2 separate regions of the Arachis hypogaea genome follow, and region 1 is linked to region 2. A link is a contact called in public Hi-C data. All regions are on one chromosome and are shown on one strand. The core of a region is the stretch at or near the end of the contact, and the rest is flanking DNA. Distances in the headings are between cores, read along the strand shown. Region 1 holds the start of LOC112715718 (protein DOWNY MILDEW RESISTANCE 6). Region 2 holds the start of LOC112715715 (F-box protein 7-like).

The links. A called contact is a pair of places that touch in the nucleus more often than the background predicts.
Region 1: a Hi-C map of an unstated tissue shows a contact between it and region 2, with 6 times the contacts expected there. The contact joins the promoter of LOC112715718 here to the promoter of LOC112715715 in region 2. A contact is called at or near these places in 2 of 8 Hi-C or Micro-C datasets (leaf and an unstated tissue).

The regions. Positions count from the first base shown.
Region 1 is chr10:77,329,032-77,332,643 of arahy.Tifrunner.gnm2.J5K5, reverse strand. LOC112715718 (protein DOWNY MILDEW RESISTANCE 6) reads right to left here and starts at 2,021. Exons shown (of 4, transcript XM_025767528.2): 1 at 1,533-2,021; 2 at 1,032-1,279. The coding sequence starts at 1,730.
Region 2 is chr10:76,815,632-76,819,640 of arahy.Tifrunner.gnm2.J5K5, reverse strand. It overlaps LOC112715715 (F-box protein 7-like), which reads left to right and starts at 2,584. Exons shown (of 11, transcript XM_072205004.1): 1 at 2,584-2,809; 2 at 2,878-3,030; 3 at 3,299-3,466; 4 at 3,801-3,864. The coding sequence starts at 3,407.

The sequences.
Region 1 (3,612 bases), core at 772-3,271, 510 kb before region 2:
AAAACATTATTGTATGTATTGAGAAAGAAATAAAAAAAAAAAACTTTTTGCCTTTTTAAATTTAAGTCATAACTATAAATTGTAAGAATATGTCAGAGAATAAATATCATAAAAATAGTTAAGACAGTTATTTCTTTTATATTTGTCTGATTTTTTTGCACAATATATTAGACTAGGTCTGCAGTGTTTTATTAAAAAAATAGAAAATTTATTATAGTTAATGTCAAAACTTTTTTAAAAATGGAGAAAAACCAATCTAAATAAAATTCAATATTCCACAAATTTGATATATATATATATATATATATATATATATGAGTTAATAAATAATGAAAAACAATGTATTCTCTTGTCCAAAGATCAAATGCTGACGCAAAAGAAAGATTGTGTTCTCTTGTCTAAAGGAAGAAAGAATAGTAAATTATTTTTAAGTTTTAAATGGAGACTACAAATGTTAAATAAAATAAGAAAGTCCACCTTGTGACTTGTGAATTAACATTGTTTTTTATTTTTATTTTCGTACATGTGATGTAAGATTCGAGTTGGACCACACCCCATCACTCTATGTATCGCAACAATTATTAGTCTAACACACAATTAAATTTTGATAAATATGGTAAAAGTGAAAATAAACACGTGCTCGTAGTTAATATATATGTGTCTGTGGACGTCATTGTCTTCTAGAGTAATTTATTATCTTCTCGTCTCCGTCCATAAAATTTGTACATCTTTAATTTTTATTGAGAAAAAAATCCCAAAAAAGAAATCCAAGATAAAAAGTGCTACTAAATATATATTGTAACAAAAATGTTACATGTTAATTTGTTTTATTACGAGAGAATGCAAGAGGGCCCTTCATAAATATCGCTTAACATTTTGCTCTTTAATGAAAAGAAAACTTGAGATAAATATACAAAAGCAGTAATAGTAGTAATTAAGAGTTAAGACTTTGTGATGAGGACCAATTTGTCCACCCATATACGTCTGGGGTGTTGGCTAAGAAGAGTAATTAATAAGAAAAAGAGACTTACTTGAAAGATGAAGGATTAGAAGGCCATTCTTGGACATACTTATCCAAGGGATAGCAATGGAGCCTAAGATAGTCTCTCCAATTATGCACAGTCTCTTTCTTTACATTGAAACTTGTGGAGAGTCTCATTGTCTTTGATGGGTCATCTGAGTATAGTTTCATCTTCTCCTCCACCGGCAACTTGAAGAACTCATATGCCACTTCTTCCATTCTCTTCACTTCCTCTAGAGCCACCCCGTGATTTATAACCTTTTTAAGTTCATCATTAACCAACATCAAATAAACATATATTTTTAGTACATACTATGCACATGCTATGTATTCTACAATCATATTATAATTTCGGTGTATCGAGAATAAAACTATTTTAAAGAATGAGAATGTTATGAAACTAAAAAAATGTATTATTTAATTTATTTTTATATATTTTATATTAATAATTAATTTTAGTTTATAGGATTATTAAAAGTATAGGGGGAATATTTTGAAAATGGAGTGGGACCTGGAAGAAGCCATAGAACTTGCAGGCATCACCGACTTGTTGAACAATCTGGGATCTGTCGGAGGAACCAAGGTCGATGATAGGAACATCTTCACACTCAGACACTTCGGAGAGACGAGGACGCTCGGATTCTGGTCTGACATAGCTTTGGGGCAAGTTTGAGTAACGGATTCCGGAAGAGAGCACTTTGGCGTCCATTAATTTATTTATGAAGATAGGTAATAACAAGGATATGATGGGGAAGAGGACAAAACAAATTAAAGGCACCAAAGAAAAGAAAGATTAAACAAAAAAACAGGACAGAAAAGCAGAGAGCCCGGTTCTCTTTTGGAGTTTGGTCTTACTAAGGAGTAAGGAGGTTCGAGGAAGATGAGGTAGAAGCAGAGTGATATGTTATTCATTTATATAATAATGTGAAGCCTTCATTAGGGATGTGGGTGAAGTAGAAAGACTATTTTGCATTGACTTAAGTCTACGTTGTCGCACTTCTATTGGTCTACTCTATCTTAGTCCTATAAGTATTCTCTTAGATCCCCTTGTAAAAGGGTGTGGAACTGTGGATGCCTTTCATTATTTTAGTAATTAATTGATAATAAGTAATGAATATTTTTTATTAATATTAGTTAATATTTTATTTTTATATAAAACTTAAAATTTAACACTCAATATTCAAAGTGTTATTAAATGTTAATAAAAAATAATAAATTTTATTTGTCATGTAATAACATTATTCATTAACAATTTAGTTATAAATTTTGAATTTAAATTAATGTGATATATAAGATTATATATGCTATATACTTTAATATCATATTTGTTATTTATATATATTTAATAAATTAAAAAATATATGAATAAAAATATTAGTATTTATTAGTACACTAATGTTATTATACAACGAGAACGCCGAAAATATGAAATTTGGACAGATGAATCTTATATGAATGATCAAGATCATAACATAAAGTTATAAAAGTTTTTTTCTCTGTGACATTTTATACTAATCAAGTAATGATATACAGAAAACCTACGTTGTTTTTTAAAATGTTTTTAACGATAAAATACAAATATTTAAAAAAATTCTCGATTTATTAAATAAAAATAAAGGTCCGACACATATAAGAAGCTACACTCGAGTGACCTTTTACATTTAACAAAGACAATTAATCAGAATTTGTTAAACCTGCACTTCTAATTAAAGAAAAACTATACATATTGATGTTAAGACTTGAGAGTTTCATCCTATAAAACGACACTGCACTCTATATATTACTAGTGAACTCCCCGAGTTTCTGAGCTCTTACAAACATTTTGTTTAATTCAATTTGGATAAAGTATATTTTTTAGTTTGTCTCAGAAATTTTGTTAAAAGTTTTAAAAAATTTTTTAATTTTTTTAATTTAATTTCAAAAATTTTTTATTTGCAATAAATGTATATTATTGATAACTAAATTTTTAAAAATTTAAAAATAATTCAACAACAATATATAATAATTATGTCTAATTTATTTATATTAAAAGTTGCTCTTATAAAATTATTGTTAAATTGATTATAATTTTTTTTTAAAAAATAGTAGTTAAAGATAAATTTAATGCAAATTAAATTATTTTAAGACAAAATGAAATAAAATTTAAAAATATTTTAAAAATTTTTAATAAATTTTAAAAAAATAAAAATATACTTTATCTAATTTAATTTAATTAAAATAAAATATTATTTTAATTTTTAAAATTTTTATTGAAAATTAAAATCGTCTTTAATTTTTTTTTCAGAAACCTCCCTATCCTTCAAAAGTTAATTTTAACCTTTTTAAAAACTTATTATGATTAAGAACGTTTTATAAAAGAGCAAAAATGTTGGAAACAATTCTAATTTTCAATTAAAATACTAAAAATAAAATAATACTTTACCCATTTAATTACTAATTATGCGTTAGGCAAAATTAAAGGGCCTAAGAGGTTGAACCCGCATACACAAGTAGTGGAGTTGCATGGATTATTAAAACAGAGTTAATTAATCAACTTAGAATATAATGGTCAAGTAGATATTTGACTTGTATGCTTATATAAATGTTAAAAA
Region 2 (4,009 bases), core at 1,335-3,834:
TGTGTCACCCTCATCTCCTCAATAGACGTAGTGTACTATTGCCAGCGGCTATCCTGTGTGATCCTCATCTGCTCAATGGAGGATGTGAGCTGCTGCAAGTATTCTTGGGGTGGAAAGTAGTGTCCCTGAGGCAGTGGTGGCTGGTCCTATTGAGCTTCTTCTTCCACTTGTTCTATTCTGGGGAGACTCTGGTATTCCCTGACCAGTTTCATAGTCTTCTTCGTGATAGGTCACTCGACTGGAATAGGGAAGTCATTTTCTATCTTTACCCTAGCGGCCTCACAGAGATGGTAGTAGATGAGATGTGAGAACCTAACCTGGCATTCTTAACGGTGTTAGTGGCGACGTGATAGATTTGCTGAGCAATAACGTCCTCTACTTCCAATATCTCTCCCTTTATGATGTAATAAATCATAATGGCCCGGTCCACAGTGCACTCGGACCGGTTGCTAGTGGGCATGATAGATCTCCGGATAAATTCTAGCCATCCCCTAGCCAAAGGAGTCAAGTCACTGCTTTTGAGATGGCACGGCTTCCCCTCTGCGCCAAACTTCCATTGAGCCTATGGAATGCAAATATCAGCGAGCACTTTCTCCAATTGCTGATCTCTGTTCACCTTCTCACTGTAGCATCAAAGTGTGGGCACAACTGGTGGTAATTGGAGGGTCTGTCGAATAGTCTCTGGACTAAAATCAATGAGTCTTCCCCTCACAAAGCTTTTGTGGTTCCTTTCATTAACTCCAGAAACATCCTTGTATGTGATCCACAGATTCCCATAAAATTCTTGAATCATCAATTGTCCGACCTCCATATGCGGATTACACAAGAACTGCCATCCTCGTATCTGAATTTGGTACTGAATTTCCAAATATTCATCCGGTTGGAGTGTAAATCGCACTTCCGGAAGTACAGGCCTATTGCTAGTAACCTACAAAAAAAATGCTCTTCATGCAATTTAGAGCAAAATCTTAATGCAACATGAGAACCGGTGGTCAGTTCCTTTCCTTTCCTCTTTTTGGAGGTTTGAGTGGTCTTTGGTGCCATGAAATTAACAAAAGACACAAGCAAAGCGACAACACCAAACTTAAAATTTTTGCTCGTTCCCGAGCAAATTAGAGAAATACAAAGAGGAAAAAGAAAGTGAAAAAGAAGAAAATAAAAATTAATGCTAAAATATTCTTTTTTTAAGTAAAATAGAGAAGAAAGACAGAAGAACAGAGTGTAAAAGAGGAGGAGAAGGGGGTAAGGGGGTGGCCTTGGGAAGTTGTGAATGGGGTTGCGTTTAAAGGGATAGAGGGATATAGAGGCAGAGAGGGAACATATGTAATTTATTGTGGTTGTTGTGTGGGATGGGGGAGTATATAAAGATGAAGGGGAAGGGAGGGTGATGTCACAAAAACTTGTCTCGCAACAAATTTCCTACCGGCAAGTGCACCGGATTATCGTCAAGTAAAACTCACTGTAGAGTGAGGTTGAATCTCACAGGGATTGGTTGGTTGATCAATGTTAATTAGAGAATTGTTCTAGTTGAACTAAAATCGATTTGAAATTAGGGTCGCATAAAGTAAAATTGGCGAGAAACTTAAAAAGCAAGAAATTAAATAGCTGAAATTAAATTGCAAAAATATAAATGCAGAAACTTAAATTGCAAGAAGTTAAATGGGAATGGAGAAATTGACCATCAAATTAAAGACATAATGTAAAAGAATAGGTAGAACAGAGATGGGAAAGCTCATTGGGGTCCGGAGATGTTATAATTCTCCGGATCAAATTCATTTTCATCTCTTCCTCAATCAATGCATTCATTGACCTCCTAGGCAATCTTAGGTGATTAGATCCCAATTCCTTGGCAATCTAATCTCTCTAAGCATGAACAATTGCCCAAAGTGCAGTCACTGATTATACCACACATATTCATAGATCAAAGTGTTGGTAGGATTACATGTCACGATATCCATCCAAACCCCAATCTAATCTAATGTGAGAAAGTATTTGTAGCATGATCTCCTCATTCTTCTTCCAAGGTTCAGAGGAGATCCATTTATGAATAGCTTCTTTTTCAAGACAACTATCCAATTGGATGAAGAACGAAAGCTTTCTAGCAAGATCAAGAGAAAAGAAAGAAGAAGAAATATGAAAACTAATATTGATCCATTGAATTACACAGAGCTCCCTAACCCAATGAAAGAGGTTTAGTTGTTCACAGCTCTAAGAATGGAAAATGAAAATGAAAATTACATTGCAGAATTGAAAAGTTATAGAGAAAAGAAAATAGGGGAAAGTTTTAGTATCAGTGTCTCAGGCCCCCCACTACTAGAAAACTAGTTATTATAGACGGATATTTCTGACGGATTTTATCCACGGAAATACAGAGAGAATTTCAGAGGAATTTTTTGTCGAAAAACAAAAAAAAAATGGATTAGCATAAATTACAAACGGAAAAGAGAATCCGTCGATAATTCTGTCAGAAAAATGATTTTTTTTGTAAAAAATAGTTACAGATGAATTTTTTGTCTGTAATTAAGTAGACGAAACGCGCGTTTTATTAAATTATTAATTTAAATAAAATCCGTCGGAAATATTGAGTTAACCCTGACTCAGATCCTACTCTCTCGATCCATTCACACTCCACACACTCCATCGCAGGAGCTTCTTCCTCTCTCCATCCACGCTCTCTCCATGGTAGGAGCTTCTTTCACCGCCGCCACTCTCTCCATCGCTCCGTCCACGATCTCCATCGTAGGAGCTTCCTTCGCTGGTCATCTTCATCCACCGGTTTAGGAATAACTGCACTCATCCATCGGTTCAGGTATGATTTTGCATGACATTCAATTTTGAATTCTTCTCATTTGAAATCATAGTTCCTGTGCTGTTCAGGTATGGCTTCAGGAATCACTGTATTCATCCCTTTCTTTCGTTCTTTGCAACAATCAAAACCATTACACACTAAACAAACCAACAAACCCTAACAACAACATTATCAATCTTACTCTCACAACCATTTGCAACCATCTATTCAGTTTAGTTGAGGTGAGGTTTATTCCTTTTTCTCTTTTTCTTATTCCCTCTATTTTTGCTTTCTCTTAATTTTGCACTTGAGAAAGGCTTTAATATGTGGTGCGTTCACAGAAAACTTGAGTGATAAAAAATGGAAAACTTGGAATTTTATGTGTCATATAGTTTTATATTTCAATAAATGGTACCTTGTATTTTATTCAGGTAGGTTCTGTTTTTGCCCTGTTCAATTCCTACATTTTTGCTTTCCATGTTTGAGAAGTGGTTTTGTTTTGATTCGTAGGTTCTTTTGGGAGAAGGATATTATGCAGAGAGAACTTCCAAATAGACCGCTGAGATATTGAAATGGAGAGGGAAGGGATTAGAGTCACAACTTGATTCTCTAGAAGCCATGATCAAGGACCTTCAAGCAGAGGCCATATTTTTCGGTCAAACAATTGCTGAAGCTGCGGTGCGTTTCTAATGTATGGTTTGGACTTAAAAGGCATTGTTGAACCTGTTGATGCATATTTTTTCTTTATTATTATTATTATTTTGAAGGATTTATTTTTATTTGATTTGTTAATTTTGTTTTTAATATTTTAAAGCTGGGAAATATGGACCTCTGGTGCAATGTAATGTACATTACTCCTTAGCATATGACATTGAATGCAAATATATTCTTGTGATACATTTTTAATGGGACTTGATCCGTCTTGTGCTTTTATCATGCATGCATATGAAAGTGTTCATGAAGTTTTCTTAACTGATTGATTTGCTTGTGATGATATTTGATTTTGGCACAGGAGGGTCTTGTGGAGATAAGGGAAGACTATATAGAAGATTCTCACAAAGGGGAAACTAAATCAGGTATGTTGATGGCTTTTTCTGCTTTACAAGGTCAAAGATTATTTTTAGATGAGACAGACCTGCAATACTACAAAAACTCTTAAATTTGGAGCCATGGTGCAAAGGTCAGTAGTTAACATTCGAAGTTTTGGTTGTAAAATCAGCT